Regions from separate parts of the Macaca mulatta genome. Here region 2 is linked to region 1. The links are chromatin contacts, called in public Micro-C maps. All regions are on one chromosome and are shown on one strand. The core of a region is the stretch at or near the end of the contact, and the rest is flanking DNA. Distances in the headings are between cores, read along the strand shown. Region 1 holds the start of TCEANC (transcription elongation factor A N-terminal and central domain containing). Region 2 holds the start of OFD1 (OFD1 centriole and centriolar satellite protein).

Region 1 (4,120 bases), core at 1,095-3,594:
ATATTTTAAATGTCATAATGTACACAATCCCTGATACTCACCCCCTCACTTACCTCTTCACAGTGGAAGGCAACATATATTTATTGAGCAACTCTCTGGGACATACACTCTCCTGTCATCTCAATCCTCACAATATTCCTGAAATACAGATAATGGCTTATTTTCATCTTACAGGTGAGGAAACCTGCTAAAAACAGTAAATAATTTGCATGTTTTTTTTTCAGGGTGTTCATCACATTTAAAAAACGTTTTTACTGCCTTCCCCACAAGACCATAAGAGAAGATCCACATGTTTTATTCACCTATACACACCTAGCAAACACCCAGCCAGTGCTTACTATTACTTAACACATTTTTGTTGTTGTTAAATGAGTGATGAGCATACAGGATGCTCTCTCTCTTCTCTGCTTGTGAGCTTCATTTCTTTTCACTACACACCAGCTTGCTTGTACTCATTGCACCTAAGCCCAGTGCTCCTCGGCTTCTTCCGCAGGAGACCAAGTCCATCTCGATTCTAGTTCAAAAAAATAATTCAAAAAATTCTAGTTCAAATATATCTTGTTAAAAAAACAAAACAAAACAACCACCACCACCAGAACCATGGTGCCCACTGTGGGCTAATCAAAAGGGGTTGGGGGGTCAAAACATTTGCATAAAGAAGGTCAAGCAGGTCCAGTTCCTAGAAATGAGGGGTGCTGAGCAAGTTGGATAAGTTTCCTGACCATTCTGTGCCTCAATTTCCTCATCTACAAAATGGGAGAAATCCAACATCCTAGGATTAATGAGAATTAAATGAAAGTCTTGATAAAGTGCTTTGAACTATGGCTGTCACACAGTAAGTGTGAATAACAGGATGTGAGTCTACAATTAAAAGGCTTAAAAATATCTACCAAACCAGGCATTGTTCTAGAGCAGGGGGTCAGCACACTTTTTCTGTTAAAGATCAGAAGGTACATATTTTAGGCTTTGTAGGCCATACAATCTCTATGGACTACTCAACTCTGTTGCTCTTGTAGCAGCAACAGCAGATACAGAAAATAACATAAATGGATAGGCATGATCTTGTTCTGGTAACACTTGTTTACAAAAACAGGCAGGCTAGATTTGGCTGCAGGTCATAGTTTGTTGACCCTTTTCTAGAGCAGGGCTGTGCAACATAAATATAACATGTAAACCACAAATATGATTTAAAATTTTCCAGTAGTCATGTTAAAAAATAAAAATTGAAATTATACATTTTATTTAACCCAGTATATCCAGAATAGTCATCTCAACACGTGATTAATATAAACAAATTGAGATAGTTTACATTCTTTTTCATGCTAATTTTCCAAACTTCACTGTCTTACACTTATAGCACATCTCAATTCGGACAAGCCACATTTCAAGTGCTCAAGCCTTATGTAACTAATGGCTATCATTATTGGACACCACGGTTCTAGAACTGATGCTAATATGGATAATGCTTAGATGCATACCTATACCAAAAAGTTTATACAGTGCCAGGAAAAGTAGGCACGAAATATGGTATTGGATCCATATAAAAACTTACAAAGATTAGCTAATATTATAGTAAGCAAGGTGCACACATCTGCACAAAAATGGCCTAAACCCTGAGAAGAACGAGAGGAAAGTTCTGGAAACAATGTTTCCAGAAGTTGGTAAAAAGTCAATAATAACCTAGATCTGTTCAGATCTTTAGATCTCTTTAAAGCCTAAAGAGAAAGTGTAACTTTCTAGCCCTAACCCACTTACAGCTCCCCAGCTTCACAGAGAGCCCCGCCCTCTATGGAGAGAAATGATGCCAAATGTTGGCAGTGGTGTAGCGGTTACTTAACTGCCACTCAGTACTGCGCTAGGGCCCTTTCCCTTAATGGTGACCCCTAGTAAAGGTGCAGCGAGAGGAAGAGACCAGCCCAACAGCCCGGTCTAACCCGGGTTCGAGTTCCGGTGGGTGGGGTCGAGCAACATGCAAAGCCTGCCGCTAATCATCTTGGGATGACGGCCCAGCACCCAGCACACAAGCAGCTGCAGTCCCGAGGGTTCAGCCCACTCTGGCGACCTCGGCAGTCGGAGAGGAAGGGGCGGGGGTGAGAGCACCTTTGGACCTACGCCGCCCAGGGCGCACCGGAAAGCCGCCGCGAGCCGGGGTGGGCTTCCGCTGGGAACAAGGGCTCGCCTTTCTGCGGGACACAGGCCCTGGCAAACCTGAAGCATGACTCACTGAAAAGCGCAGGCGCAGTTCCGGAGCTTTCAGCCGCCCAGCGTCCACGGAGAACTTCCGGTCACCGGGACAGGGACAACTTCAAGGCTTAGCCAATCCAAGCCCACAGGCTGGCGCACGTGGGCCTGGGACCCGGCGCATGCGCACTAGGGAAATGGCGCATGCGTAGAGCGAACGGCGGCGGCCGTGGGACTGGGCTCGCGCGGCTTCCTGGAGGAGGAGCTATGGCCCCGCCCCTGGCCCGATAGAAAGAAACTGCACTTTCGTTTTTTAGCAGCAAAGGTTGTTGACGTACTTTACAACTTACCTGTTCTGCTTCTACTCAGGACAGTCAAGACAGTGTTCAGCTAGATGTTCACATAACCGTAGACATAAATGTGAATCTATTTAACGCAGTAATTAATTCAAAAAGTGTTTTTAACATCCTAGCATGCAACAGTTGATATGAAAGTAGTAAATGTTAATTGAGTGGTCATGTGCATCCTGGACTTCTCATCTGTGCACATTCTCATTCTTTGCCTGCAAAGGGCCAGTAAAAGCACAGTGATGGTTGAACGAATGTGACAGCCTCCTATGCTGATGCCTTACTCCAAAGTAATTTGGGGAAAGGTTCAGGGAAGCAGATTATCCAATCCAATACTCTGGACTGGGTGCTGGCAGAAAGGAGGGCGATTGTATGATTAAGTATCATAATAAATCTTACCTAAAAGGAGGGGAGACAAGACCAGTGACTCATTAACTTACCTAAAAGGAGGGGAGACAAGACCAGTAACTCATTAACTGGGATAGGGGATGTTTGGTCATTTTTGTGGTTTGGACAATGTTTATGTTTTTTCAGCATTCCCACGTGATTACAAAGGAGTCTTGTTTTTGTCTTGATCCATCCGGTCAAAGAGTGGTCACGTCTGATGGTGTTCTGTGAAGTATTTATGTTCCACGGAGCACCAAGGCCCAGCTGTGACTGCCGGGTCAGCTCAGAGCTGTCAGGGGTTACTTTTATCTTGCTGTCTATTACAGGGCTAAAATGTTTGCCATTGTAAATTGTAATGCAATTTTCACTTAAGAATTATATAATACCTTGTTGAAGAAAAAATTATTTGGCTGGGCGTGGTGGCTCACGCCTGTAACCCCAGCACTTTGGGAGGCTGAGGCAGGCGGATCACAAGGTCAGGAGCTCAAGACCATCCTGGCTAACACGGTGAAACCCCGTCTCTACTAAAAATACAAAAAATTAGCCGGGCGTGGTGGCACGTGCCTGTAATCCCAGCTACTTGGGAGGCTGAGGCAGAGAATCGCTTGAACCCAGGAGGCGGAGGTTGCAGTGAGCTGAGATCGTGCCCTGCACTCCAGCCTAGCGACAGAGCAAGACTTTGTCTAAAAAAAAAAAAAAGAAAAGAAAAGAAAATTATTTAATGACACTTGTCACTTGTTAAAGCATGGTAAGGAAGACTTTATTCAGGACCATTGAGGTAGACATAGGGACCACTGCAACAGGGTCTTGCAGTGGGGAAGAGAGATTGGGCTCAACTTCAAATGTGGCATGGAAAAGTGAGAATTTATAGCCAAGGAGCAAGGAAGGGAGGTCAGTGAATGGACCTCCCTGACCTTTGCTGTAGAAATTTCTGGCCCAGTTCATCTGGAATGAATCTAGGGCTGCCAATGGATTCTAAAGAGGTTGCTGAAAAGTTGGTTCTTTTGGGCAATTTAAAAATGGAATACTTATAAAAGTACTCACATCTGTGATAATTTATCATGCATAGTTTTCAGGCCTTTGTTTTAAAATCATCTTTCAGCTGCTTCAATACTCTGGAATTCTCTTTGATAAATTTCCCTTAGTGCAGCGGAAACCTCTTTTCAATCCTTATTAAGTCTCTGAGTAGCAATATATTAACAGAT
Region 2 (3,808 bases), core at 441-2,940, 76 kb before region 1:
TCACATTCATTGGAAACCTTCCTTCTATTTCCATAATGGTTCTAGATGCATGGCCAGAAGTTAGGAACCTTTCCCTGCACACTTTGTCTTACCCCGTGAGACAAGCAGTCCAGTGGGTTCTAGAAAAAGCTTTCTTTCCCCAGCTTCCAAATGAAACGGGTGGTTAGCCAGATCCGCTTGCAGACTCGTAACTTCACTTCCCTAGAAGCCCATTTCAGCAGCTTACGATTGGGATATTAAGTATAGGAAAAATTTCTGCCACTTCATCACACCTCTGTGGACTGTTGGAGAATATAACCAAAATATTCAACAACAGGGGACTGCTATATACATTACAAAAATATCCAAAGATAAGCCTGTCGCCACTGAAAATGAAGATTTCAAAAAACTTTTAAGGAAACAGGGAAATGCTCACCATATAATTTAAATTAAAAAAGGATACATATACAGGATATATCTACGTATTTTAAATGTAAAATATGCTTTTGAAATGCATATTGCAATGAAAACACGCTGAGCTAATCCTACTCCTGGCTGTTAATCCAAATATAAAGTATACTAATAGATATTCGCTGCCCAAATTAAATATTCATACATTTCAATATAGTTTAAAGATGAAATTTTTCATTTCCGAAACTATTATTAAGCAGTACACTAGTATTTTCTATATGGTGTCAATGTCCTTCATCCAACTGTTTTACAAATCCACTTACTAGTTTAGGAACCTATAAGCCATATTTATAAAACAAGCCTAATCTTACTGTGTTCATTATATAAACATTTCCTCCTATCTTACTGTCAAATTCAATTAATTATTTGAATATGCTCCTTTAAGACTACTCAAACTCAACATTTTCTCAAACGTTTTCAAGAGACTGTAATGTTTCAGGATAGAGAGTTATTCGGGAATATAAAAATGTAATTGACCATTACAATCTATGTATCATACGATTATTAAAACCTAAACCTTGACTGAATTTTAACTACCTGTTACAGGTTACACTTGTAAAAGTTATGACACAGATACGCCTAAATCCGATACCTTGAGTGTGTCCAGTATACCCCGATCCTTAAACGTCTGGTATAGCTTTTTGCGCAGTTCATCTTGACTCAACACATCAGCCACGGGGAGCATGTTGGACTAGAAGACAAAATGGTTACAGGTTACCTGCGGGGCAGAGGCGTGAACGTCTGAAAACAGACCAGTGGCCTCCGGGGAAGCCATAAGAGGCCTAGCGGGGAAAGGAGTTTTAACGAACACAAACAAGACTTCATTTCCGCCTGTCCCCGAGAAGGGGCAGGTGTGTCTACCTGAGCCATCATCAGGCATCAGCTTCCTCCGAAGCTCGCCTCGCTCGCCCCGCCGCGGCCCGAGTTTAGTGCCCAGCCTGGGCTGTGGGGCCAAGACGAAGGGGAATCCCTACCCTCAGAGCCCTGCCTCTGTCCCGGGGGTTCGGGAGGAACAAGGGTGCTGAACGTTCTCTGCCTCGCACTCCCAACTAGGTTTTCTAGCAAACACGCAAGCTTCCTTTCTTCACGGTTCTGAGGCATGGGTGAGGACCCAGGCACGACTCAAAGGCGGCTGGAGGGCGGGGGCCCAGAGACTAGGGACTGAAGGCGGCAAGGTATGACCGCTTCACAGCCCATCCCGCAACTTCCGGAAACCTGCTAAGTACAGCCTTCCCTCTCTGAAGAGCTATGGCGCATGCGCTCGGTTGCCCAGCACCGGCCGGAAGCTCCACCTACGTATCGCGAGAGCACATCCCAGGGTATCGCGAGAGCACATCCCAGGGTATCGCGAGAACTGCTTAGGCGTTCTGGCTGCGGATGCGGAGCCGGGGTGTCTTCCGCCGAAACTGACGTTGCGTTTCCGTTGTCGGCCTCCGGGTGCAGGTAGGGAATGGAGCGAGTAGGGGGTGGGTGTTTTGAGTCCCTGGAGGACTTCCTAGCCCCTGCGTGACGCGGATGTTGGTCCTGTACCTCCACCCCTCCCCGGGGTGGCCGGGCCGGACCTGCCAGCCCTCCGCCAGCTCATCCGCGCGGCCCTTCCACCTGCAAACGTCCACTCTCTCGGGGGCTGTGGTTTCGCGGTTCACGGGGTCATTCAGCTAATCCAGGGTTTCTTAACGGCGGCACTGTTGCCTTTTGGAGCCGGAAGATTCTTTATTTTGGGAGGCTGCCCTGTGCATTGTAGGTTTAGCTGTATCCTTGCTCTCTATTTTGTCAGTATCACCTTCTCCCCCAAGTGTGACAACCAAAGATGTCTCCAGATATTGCCAGATGTCCTCTTGGAAGCAAGATCGCTCCGGGTTGAGATCCACAGAGCTAAACGTTTTAGAGTACCAACCATTGTGTGCTGTGAGGTAAAGGTGAGCCAGTCCTCATGATGCTTAAATGTAATTAGAAAGAAAAAGAACCAAACCTCTCAGAAGCAATAATGAAAATGTTACGGCCAGAGAATTGAACAAGAACTAAGATGCATTGTAGACTGGATAAAGATTTTAAAGGGCAGGTGGTTGAAGATGGAAGTAATCCAGATCATCTCTGTGGAAAAAGAGTGACTTTATCAGGGCCTTGATGGGTAGGATTCGGGTGGTAAGCAAAAAGGAGAACATCACAGGAAGGGGAAAAATGAGCAAAGGAATCATTAAAAGAAAACAAAAAGCCACGATCTTCTTGGGGGCAGTGAGGAATCTAGCCTGATTCCAGAGTTGTGTGCTGGGAATATAAGCCTTATACGGTATCTAAGTCCTGTGAGGACAAAATTGGATGTCAGCTTTGTGTACAGCATTGAAGATGAGTACAATGAGTTTTGATCTCTGGCTGTGAAAAACTTAAAAGTATTTAAGAGGCAGTAAGAGTGACAGGACTTCATAGGAGGTGGAGAACCTGTAGGTTTTTGTTGGAAACAATTGAAGAGGAGGAGAGGCTTAGTTGGATTTTAAAGGATGGGTAGTAGTTGCAGACAGAATCAAGGAGAACATTCCAGGCATGAAGAGAGAAATAATAGCAGCTCTGAACTGGATACAGTCAAACTGAATTTGGGAGAAAAAATAAGTAAACGAGTCAACGCTAGCAGAGGTGGAACAACAGGGCTGAGAAAAGACATGTGGAGCAATGTGGGACTCTGTTTTGAGTACTAGTACATGATCCTGTAGCTGAGATGCATCAAGGCTTTTGAGTGGAATGATGAAAATAGTGTTCTGAAAAGATGTTGATATGTTGTAAATGTTAAGTAGAATCGCTTGTCCACTGGTTTAAAAAAAAAAATGTTCCTGAAGACCCCCTCACTTCCACCCCCACCTTTGGTCCCACAGTTAAATACATGAATATAATTAGATAAAATGTTCTCGAAAACCTAGCGTAACTTCTAAGGGGTGAGAGAATTGCTTATAATACTAATAGGAAAATGTCACATTAGAGACCTGTCAGTAGTATTCCTACTGCCCCTCCTCATGGCAATAGACATATCCCATGCCATACCAGTTTAGTCTCATGACCCCAGGTCTGTGGAACAACTGAAACCACTGCTGTCGGGAGCACAGGGCAGTTTTTCTAGCAGCTCTTCTATGGAGGCTGTAAGGAGGCTTGCTACAAAAATGGATGTCTTTGGAACTGGAGTCCATGAGTTTTATCTTGCATTTGCCTGCAACTTAAAATGAGAAGGGACTTCCAAGTTCATTGAGCATCTTGCCACTCTGGCACTGGTGCTGTGCCAGCCACCCCTTAGTTTCTAGTTTCCCAGTGACTTCAAATGAGCAGTCCTGGGCTTGGCCTATGGAATGGTTTGGAATAAGTCTGTATAGTC

Evidence for each region. Hi-C and Micro-C count contacts between places; a contact is called where the count stands out from the background.
Region 2: a contact with region 1 is called in a Micro-C map of CD4 T cells, with 8 times the contacts expected there. The contact joins the promoter of OFD1 here to the promoter of TCEANC in region 1. A contact is called at or near these places in 4 of 14 Hi-C or Micro-C datasets (CD4 T cells, blood, cortical neurons and 1 more).

The regions. Positions count from the first base shown.
Region 1 is chrX:13,299,289-13,303,408 of T2T-MMU8v2.0, reverse strand. It overlaps TCEANC (transcription elongation factor A N-terminal and central domain containing), which reads right to left and starts at 2,344. Exons shown (of 4, transcript XM_077988142.1): 1 at 2,225-2,344; 2 at 54-138. The coding sequence starts at 76.
Region 2 is chrX:13,374,747-13,378,554 of T2T-MMU8v2.0, reverse strand. It overlaps OFD1 (OFD1 centriole and centriolar satellite protein), which reads right to left and starts at 1,690. Exons shown (of 23, transcript XR_013412673.1): 1 at 1,312-1,690; 2 at 1,043-1,141; 3 at 93-281. TRAPPC2 (trafficking protein particle complex subunit 2) reads left to right here and starts at 1,706. Exons shown (of 5, transcript XM_077989535.1): 1 at 1,706-1,893. The coding sequence starts at 1,706.